3 separate regions of the Mus musculus genome follow, and regions 1 and 2 are each linked to region 3. Evidence: chromatin contacts called from public Hi-C and HiChIP or PLAC-seq data. All regions are on one chromosome and are shown on one strand. Each heading gives the region's core, a stretch centred on a gene start, on an enhancer-like site or on the middle of the called end of the contact. The rest is flanking DNA. Distances are from core to core; before and after follow the strand shown. Region 1 overlaps Lcor (ligand dependent nuclear receptor corepressor). Region 2 holds the start of Lcor (ligand dependent nuclear receptor corepressor). Region 3 overlaps Pik3ap1 (phosphoinositide-3-kinase adaptor protein 1).

Evidence for each region. A called contact is a pair of places that touch in the nucleus more often than the background predicts. HiChIP or PLAC-seq counts read pairs in DNA pulled down with a chosen protein or histone mark.
Region 1: a Hi-C map of liver shows a contact between it and region 3, with 1.9 times the contacts expected there. The contact joins two enhancer-like sites. A contact is called at or near these places in 7 of 39 promoter capture datasets (the 3T3-L1 cell line, 3T3-L1-derived adipocytes, cranial neural crest and 4 more), 1 of 15 datasets of contacts at CTCF or cohesin (the NIH/3T3 cell line), 1 of 484 Hi-C or Micro-C datasets (liver) and 1 of 115 datasets of contacts at active chromatin or transcription factors (pancreatic cancer cells).
Region 2: a contact with region 3 is called in an H3K27ac HiChIP or PLAC-seq map of the HPC-7 cell line, with 12 times the contacts expected there. The contact joins the promoter of Lcor here to the enhancer-like site in region 3. A contact is called at or near these places in 14 of 39 promoter capture datasets (the 3T3-L1 cell line, 3T3-L1-derived adipocytes, the C10 cell line and 8 more), 1 of 15 datasets of contacts at CTCF or cohesin (large pre-B cells), 8 of 484 Hi-C or Micro-C datasets (the Ba/F3 cell line, CD4 T cells, the HPC-7 cell line and 3 more), 13 of 115 datasets of contacts at active chromatin or transcription factors (the 230-238 cell line, CD8 T cells, DN3 thymocytes and 10 more) and 3 of 9 other capture datasets (adipose tissue, bone marrow-derived macrophages and liver).

What each region holds. Positions count from the first base shown.
Region 1 is chr19:41,578,212-41,580,911 of GRCm38.p6, reverse strand. All of the region lies in intron 7 of Lcor (ligand dependent nuclear receptor corepressor), which reads right to left. Among named protein-coding and RNA genes, the nearest start is that of Mir8091, 9.1 kb to the left of the region's middle. Within about 2 kb of position 1,436, at least 18 of the 459 cell types and tissues checked have an H3K27ac peak or open chromatin away from gene starts, as enhancers often do. A contact at or near this core is called in liver, where this site is marked.
Region 2 is chr19:41,481,377-41,484,076 of GRCm38.p6, reverse strand. Lcor (ligand dependent nuclear receptor corepressor) reads right to left here and starts at 1,395. Exons shown (of 8, transcript NM_001370767.1): 1 at 1,294-1,395; 2 at 477-550.
Region 3 is chr19:41,343,913-41,346,612 of GRCm38.p6, reverse strand. The region is part of intron 2 of Pik3ap1 (phosphoinositide-3-kinase adaptor protein 1); the gene reads left to right. Among named protein-coding and RNA genes, the nearest start is that of Pik3ap1, 40 kb to the left of the region's middle. Within about 2 kb of position 1,427, at least 159 of the 459 cell types and tissues checked have an H3K27ac peak or open chromatin away from gene starts, as enhancers often do. A contact at or near this core is called in the 230-238 cell line, the Ba/F3 cell line, CD8 T cells and 8 more, where this site is marked.

The DNA of each region.
Region 1 (2,700 bases), core at 187-2,686, 230 kb before region 3:
TTTGGATAAGGGCTGCTCAACCTGCCCTTCAGTTTAGGCCTAGGCAGTGGTGCTAAAATAACCACTAGCTTTAGTTTAGAACACGGCAAACATTCAGACATACTACGCTCCAGACATTACAGACATCAGCTTAAAAGTACTTTGAGAACTCAATGGCTTTTAAGACAATTTCTCAGAAAGAACAATTGGCTGGAGAGCCACCAACAGTGCTCCAGAACAGGACACAAAGAGAAAGAAATTTCACAGTGGAGGGGCTATCAGCTTTGACCCATGCAAGGCAGAAGCATCCCCACAGTAGCCCACCACCGAGCTCCCCGAGAATATCCGAGAATATCACCAGGAAACATTTCAGTCTCACCAGCTGCTCTGCATGAAAGCTAAATCCACACTGGGAAGCTAAGAGGGAGGGAGAGGCCAACACTAGGTTCAAGACAGGGCACAAACATGGCCTGCGGGGATGGCCAGGGGTCTCACGGTGGCTTTGGGCTTTTGGATGCACAACTTTTACCGACATGGAAAAGAGCCCAGATTCTGAGACAACATCTCACACACACACTCTTCTCAGCCCCTCTGGCTTATGGACCTTTAGGAGACTATTATTTGATGGCATGTGAAACACGACAGAACACAGACGGTAGCTTCATGTGTGTTGAACATGTATTGATACGTCTTCTGGCTTACTCTTCCATCTTTGACTCTGACCTCATGGCCAGGACATGTCTTTATAGAAAGGTTTACCACAGACAGCCTGTGTCACCTGCCTTTCCACCTCCCACTGGTGGCAGAGTTACAGTAAAGGACATGGGAGCTGCAAAGGAGACATCTGACTGGACCCCTACTCTGACAGTACAGTCCCTCAGAACCTTAGCTGCACCTGCACACTGGGACTGAATGGCAGTATGCTGAGAGTCTGCACAAAAGCAGGGTTCAAATAGTTTTGGCTTCTGTCTGCCTTTTTAAAAAGAAACTTTTTATTCTTTGTGAATTTCACACCATGCAACCCCAGTCCCACTCATCTCCCTGTCTCTTTGTATCTACCATCTATCCTTGCAACCTCCCCTTTCCCAAGAAAAAAACAACAACAACCACCTCATTGCAGAAGCTGCAGTGAGTCATAGTATATCCTACGGTAAACCCTTCTGTCCACACATCTTTACTTGCAAATGCTCACTGCAGTGAGTCATTGGTCTGGTTCAAGACCTCTGTCTTCTGCTATTCTATGGATACTCTATCCTCACTATGGCTCCTCTCGGGTACCCTGTTGACTGTGTCATGGAGATCCTGCAGCTTTGGATCTGCAAGGCTGACCCCTTCACATGCTCCAGTAGTTCCTAGGGTGGGCCAACTCAAAGCCCTGAATCTGGGCCTGGGTGGCAGCCGTGTTGGTCAGCTCACCAGCTCTCCCTCACCCACACCACCAGGGTGAGCTTTGTGGCACTGCTCCAGCTGGCTCAGTCAATGCCTCAACTGGCAAGGCTGCCTCTGCCTCTGCCTCTGATGTGCTTGGCAAAAGCAGTCAAGGTTCTTGCTTGCTTCTCAGTGCGACCTGAAACTTTCTGTCTAGCTGAGACTAACCTTGAGCTCTACTCCTTCTCCAGCTTCCGTTGTCCCAGTGTTAAGATTACAGGTGTGTGCCCTCACAGGCAGCTTAACTTTTTTGGGGGGGGTTGTTTGTTTGTTTTGTTTTTTGAGACAGGGTTTCTCTGTATAGTCCTGGCTATCCTGGAACTCACTCTGTAGACCAGGCTGGCCTCGAACTCAGAAATCCACCTGCCTCTGCCTCCCAAGTGCTGGGATTAAAGGCGTGCACCACCACTGCCCGGCTTAGACTTTTAATTACGTTTATATCATGTATATATATCTCATGTGCACATGTGCCACAGCATACAGGGAGAAGTCAGAGGTCAGATTTTGTGAGCATGTGGGTCTCCGGGATTAAGCTCAGGCCGTCAGGCTTGGTGGCAAACACTTAGATACACTGACCATCCTGTCAGCCCCTGAATTTCTGAAAATATTTTGGTGTGTAATTCTTTACAGAATCATACCATCACTTAACACGCGTCTCTCTCTCCACTTGGCCTTTATTTCTCTGAGAATCAGTATTTACCCCCATCAGGACACAGAAGATGGAAGACAGTAGCTGCTGGAGATGGCAAATGATGTGTTCTTAGTAGATGTTTCAAAGCTCCGAATGTGACCTGTTTTGTAGGCAATTTGGATCCATAGGCAGAAACCTGGCAGTAAGTAGTGACCTTGGGGCTGAGAGACTGCACATTAACACTAACCTTTGCCCAGCTATCATTAAATAGCTAACTTTACAACTACAGCCATAAAGCTACTTTTGGCTGTGACTCCAAATTACTACTTACCACCCCCCCAAAGGTTTTAAAGAGAAATCTAATTTAGATGATTTTAATTTCTTACCATTCAGCTATTTAATGTTTAGAGTTAACCTCAACTTCCTGGTACTTAATTATATTGTTGCATTTTTCATGTTTGGCTTTAAAAAATGGTGTCAGTCTGATTTAAATTGGCTAAAGATCTACCTTTGCTTAGCAGTACTCAAGTTTCCCTGCATCTTTAACGGAGCCCAAATACAGCGCTTGCACTAACTTTGGTTACCCCTAGGCAACTGCTAATTGAACAGAGCAGAGATTCTGTCTTGTAGAGAATTTCCTCACTCTGACTCTGAAAAAGCAT
Region 2 (2,700 bases), core at 146-2,645, 140 kb before region 3:
TGTAATTCTTCCAAACTGAGGCTCTCCACACCCCCTCCACCCTCCCCCCCCCCCAGCAGATATGTCTATTAAATCAGTGTCTGTTCTCCCCCTCGCACAACAAAGAGAACTTCTCACCGCATGAAATTGCCGCTGAATGGACACCAGAAAGCAGGATTTGCATAATTCCTTCCAACGAAACCCCATCGGGAAAGAGGGGACCCCGGGCCCAAGTGGACGGACAGAATTTCCCAGGTCCGTCTGAGGAAGACCTGAATCCCTAGAACGCGCCCCATCCACACGGGGGGCTGGAATTCCGGGCCTCCCCGAGGACTGGGCGTGGGGGACAGAGGACGACGAGAGGGCATTTCCCCACACATCAGCCGCACCGAAGCAGAGACGGGGAAATAACAATGCTGAGGACATTAGAGTCAGACACAAGGATGGACAGAGGCTAGGGGGCGGCGGGTGGAGCAGACACCACAAGAGCCACTTACTTTTTGGAGGGGGGTTAAATATGTGAGTTAAGCCCTTATGGTCCCGCCGGCCGCCGCACAGAGGGAAACGGGACCTTGGGAGAGAAAAACAGACAAAACACACAGTGTGAGAGGTGCAGCTCGCCTCCCGGCCCCTCCCGGGCGCCCCCCACTCCCGTCCACGCTCCCGCCGCCCGGGGAAGCGCGCCGGTCGCCGGCCGCCGGGGCTCCGCGGAGGGGACCAGGGTGACCCCCCCGCCCGGCTTCCCACCCGGGCCTCCCCGCCGCGCGCGCACGCCAAACACAAATCCGCACACACCGACCCGTGCGTCGAGGACTAACTCCGCAGCCGCCGCTGCCAGCAGAGGAAGTGCAGCCGCTGCCCCCCGCGGCCATGACACCCCACTTGGCTCGCTCAGGCGGACGCGGGGCCTGTGACAGCTCCGGCTCCCTCCGCCCCCATCTCCACCTCACGCCTCGCACACGCCCGAGCGCCGCCGCGCGTGCACGCGTGCACGGGGGCGCGCCGCCGGCGTGGGGGAGGGGCGCGGGGCGAGGGCAGGTGGGGGCGACCCCGTGCGTCCCGGCGCGCTGGCGGCGGCGGCGGCGGGCCCGGCGTCCACAATGCGCCCGCTGGGGGAGAGGCCGCGCGTCCGAGCCCGCCCCGCGAGCCGAGGGGAGGGGCGCCGCGGCGGCGCGCTCGCGCTCCGGGGGGTGGGGGAGGGGGCCGAGCCCGGGAGGGCGCGCGGGGCCGGAGCGCGGCGGACTCTGCCCTGCTCCCTCCCACGCACGGGAGGCCGGCGGCCGGGCGGCCCGGGGCACCGGTGGAGGGCCTCACCTACACAGTGGATGAGCTTGTGGCGCCACGAGTCCAGTTCTTGCCGAAAGCCGCGTCTCTCAACGGAGCATTGCTGCCGCCTACACACCCTCGCCATCTTCTGCCGCCCGCCCGGCCCTGCCTCCGCCGCGGCCCCGCGCACGCCCAGCCGCGTCGCCCGGGGCCGCGCACGCACCCGTGGCCTGGGCGTCGCGCCTCCCGCCGGGGGCGGCGCGGGGGCAAGGCTGCGCTCACCTCCCCGTGGCCCCGTGGCGGCCCGCTCCTCCTCCCGCCCGCCCGCCCGCCCGGCGTCCCCGCGCACCAGCTCTGCGTCCCACGTCCAGTCCCCCCGCCCCGCCCGGAACGGCGTCTTTCTACGCCGGCGCTCGGTCCCCGCGCCGCCCTCGCTCTCCAGGCAGGCCACGGTGGCCCCGGCCCTCCCCGGGGCTTTTGGGTTTTAAACTAGTCCCATCTATCACTTCCTACCTGCCTATCGGCCCGCACCAACTGTTGCAAGTTCCGCACCATTGCTTCTCGCAACTTCTCGGTCGAAACGGCTCCTCCCACGGGGGCGCCGTGCAAGAGCAGAAATAGGAATAAATGCCCGGATGCCCTTGGAGGCATTGAGCCCCGAGGTTTGCAAAGGTGAAGTGGATAATTTTAAGTTTTAAGTTATCGAAATGCTTCGCCGGTATTCATAAGCCCCAATTTAAAAAAAAAAAAAAAAGAAAAGGGTTTTAAGTCAAATAAAAAGCCTAGGGGATCTCTTACTAGCAAGACTGATCATAGTTGAAAGTCTTAAGAGAGCTGAGAAAAAAAAATGTGCTAGTAGAAAATGAATTTCAAACTTTCAAACAACAGCTTAAGAATATGTTGGGAAATATACGCCCAGATCCGTAGTTCAGGAAAGGACTCAGAACATTTTGATGAGAAAGGATTTCCAGGTGCCTTCTGGGATAATTAAACCACCTTGCACAGGGAGCCTTGTTTTGTTTAAACATCACACTATTAATTACTTGATTTATTTGAAAGAGAGGAGAAAGAGCAAGGAGGAAATAGGAAATGAAAAAAACGGAAATGGCTACTTACCAATACAAGCTAGGTGGCCTCTTCCTCACCCTTAGAATTTGAGAGTGCATTCCTTCTAAATATTTAAATGTAAGTATTTCTGTAGGTAAAACAAAATCATCACTTGACCTCAAGGATTCCACTGATGTGTATCAAGTCTGGGTCTTTGAAGGGAGGGCGCTCTGGCGTGGGAACGGGGGTAACTGCCCCTAAGAATGACTTGGTGGGTCTCCTGGATAGGAGTAAGATTACGGGTAGTAGGCACCTTCCATCTCAGAGCCAATTAGATTTCCACAATTCTCAAAGCCCGCACTGTTTCATCGCTTTAGACTACTACACCATCAGCCGACCACGATGGTG
Region 3 (2,700 bases), core at 178-2,677:
AGCCTCAGGGCCCCAAGGCCCTGCAGTCACACTCCCTGAGGTAGAGGTGGTGTTTTCCCAGCTAGGAATTTAAATGGTTCATCTGACTTCATTCATCGATTCGTTCATTCATGCAAGAAGCTTTTATTGATTTCACACTGTGGTCTTGGCTCTGGGGGATACAGAGATGAAGGAAGGCCAGGGAATCTACTCTCACCAGATAGAGCACACTAATTGCTTTAACTTTGTCAAGCATTTTTCAGTTTTCACAGGGCTCCCGGAGTTTATCGCTCTGCCCGTGGAAGGCGTGAGACGGGCCAGGCAGATAGAAATAGGCTGTGAGAGAGAAAAGGCTAAAGTTCAGGAAAACCTGGCAGAGGACAGATGGGACTGGAGTCCAGGCTTCTGTGGCCGGAGGGGACTTATTTTCCAGAGCCTCTCAGTAAGTGTGTATGCTCTGGGAAAGAGTAAGTCTTTAGAGTCTTGGTCTCCTCCAGGTTTTATTGGGGGTGGGGGAGGGCACAGCTAAAAGATCTTGGGTTAAAAGAGTTACAGCTTTTAACTTAAAAAATTTTGAAGGTTTTTATTTGGTGGTGATGGTGGAAGGAGGGTGATGTATGTGCCCTCATGTGCGTGTGTGCCCACGTGTGTGTGTGTGTGTGTGTGTGTGTGTGTGTGTGTGTGTGTGTGAGAGAGAGAGAGAGAGAGAGAGAGAGAGAGAGACAGGGAGTTGGGGTGGGGACATGGGCCACCAGGTTCATGTGTCCAATTTCCAGGAGTCACTTCAGTCCTAACATGTAGGGCACAGGGACTGAACTCAAGTCGTCTGGTTGATGACGAGCCCCTTTATCAGCCAAGTATCTCACCAGCCCTTAAAACAGAATTTGAAGTGGCTCAATCTGTGTTTCTTTAATCCTTTCCCAAGGAACACTACACTTCACCTCACTGTGATCATGCTGAGAAGCCAAGACAGCATTTCTCACAAGGAGGGAAGGACAGAAAGGCCCTCCTTAGAAACGGAAAGTGAAACTGGCCAACCAGTTCTCTGGCTTCAGCTGCCTGGAGGCTAGGAGTCAGGTTAGGGGGTCAGCTGAATGGAAAAGAAAAAGCCTTCCTGTGCCTTTCTGGAAGTTTCTCCACTGGGCTGTGGAGGCGCAAAAGGAACGGAGTTTCTAAGTTTGGTTTTACTCTCAAGGCCTGCCTTCGGCCTTCACTTGGCTGAGTAAAAATAAGCTACACACACAGCCTGCCCCAAACAAAGCCCATTTGTCTGTCCTTACACCAGTAAATCCAGACATCACCGTTTGTCTAGATTAGAATTGATTCTTGAATCAGGAAGCCGAGAAGAGGCTGTTAAAAGACCAGTTATTAATGGCCTCATTACAAGACTTCGCTGTGCCATTTAAACCAAATTTACATAAAGAGAGGAAGCACATTTATAAGTGTCGGAAACAGATGAAGAAAGAGGAAGCCTCTAGGCTGGGGCCTGGGGGGGCCGTGGTGCCTCTCGCTTTGTTAGCAACACTGGGGTTTCCTGAGCAATGAAGCAGGGGCCCTAAGCCCCCCCCCCCCCGCCAGCCCTTACCTCTTTGGTGGGGCATCATCCCAAGACCCTGGCAAGGACCTTAAGGGCAGGAGAGTTTTCCAGGGCCCTTTTGAGTTGTCTGTGGCTCACGAAGGCAACCCGAGAGATGCCGAGTCTGGGACAGAAACGGGCATTTATGAACCTGTTTAGAAAGGGGAAGGAGATTTCCCCTTCTTGCTACCCAGGCTTACACTAGGACTCGTCTGACTGTGGCTCAGCGTCAGTCCTCTCCACCTGTTGGGGTTCTGTTTTCTGAGCAGCACTGCCTCTTGCTTTTCTGTCAACCGGACCTGAGGTCCTGACTTTTCCACCAACAGCTCGGGACTAGCTTGAGCCCACAAGCCCCTGCCTCCCTTGGTTCATCAGCTAAATAAAAACAAGCAAAAAACCAAAAAACCAAAACGGTCACCTCTGTCGCAGGTGCCTGAGAACACTGAAAAGAACACACAAAAGTTCAGAGGCTCCACTGGGTAGGTAGAGAACTCTGGATAAACTCTCAGCTCTCTGATGAGGAGGGAGTAACTCTACCCTACTACACTGGAATGCTTTCTGAGGACTGGATTTGGGAGGTTGGAGGACCCTGGCCCCAACTCCGATGGGCAAAGGGCCCGGAGAGCCATAGGCATATCTATCCTCAGTGGACAGGGCCAGCACACGCTCTGGTTGTCATGGTAGCCTGGTGCTATTTTTGTTCAAGCTGAAGAGCAGGTAGGGCCAGGTGGAGAAGAGAAGAGCTGTTATACTTCGCTTGAAAAAGCAAACCAAAAACCATCCAAATCTAACACTTTGAACAGTTTCTGTAGACTGACGATGTGTAAAGGCCACAGAGCCCTGAGGTCCCATCTCCTCTTGGGTGACCCCTTGATTTTGTACCTTATGTACCTTGAAGAGAACCAAATGGATTACTTGGCAAGAGTAGCAAAAATATATAATCGCCTCTGTGCGCTGGAAAAGACCTGGGTCAGTTGTGCAGAGGATTACGGTTTGCCCAGTACTGCAAATACAGATGTGCTGTGTCCAGTACTGCAAATACAGATGTGCTGTGTCCAATACTGCAAATACAGATGTGCTGTGAAGCCAGACAGTCTCAGGATTCTGCAGCTGGAGCAGAACGCCCAGATGGTGAAGCAGGGTAG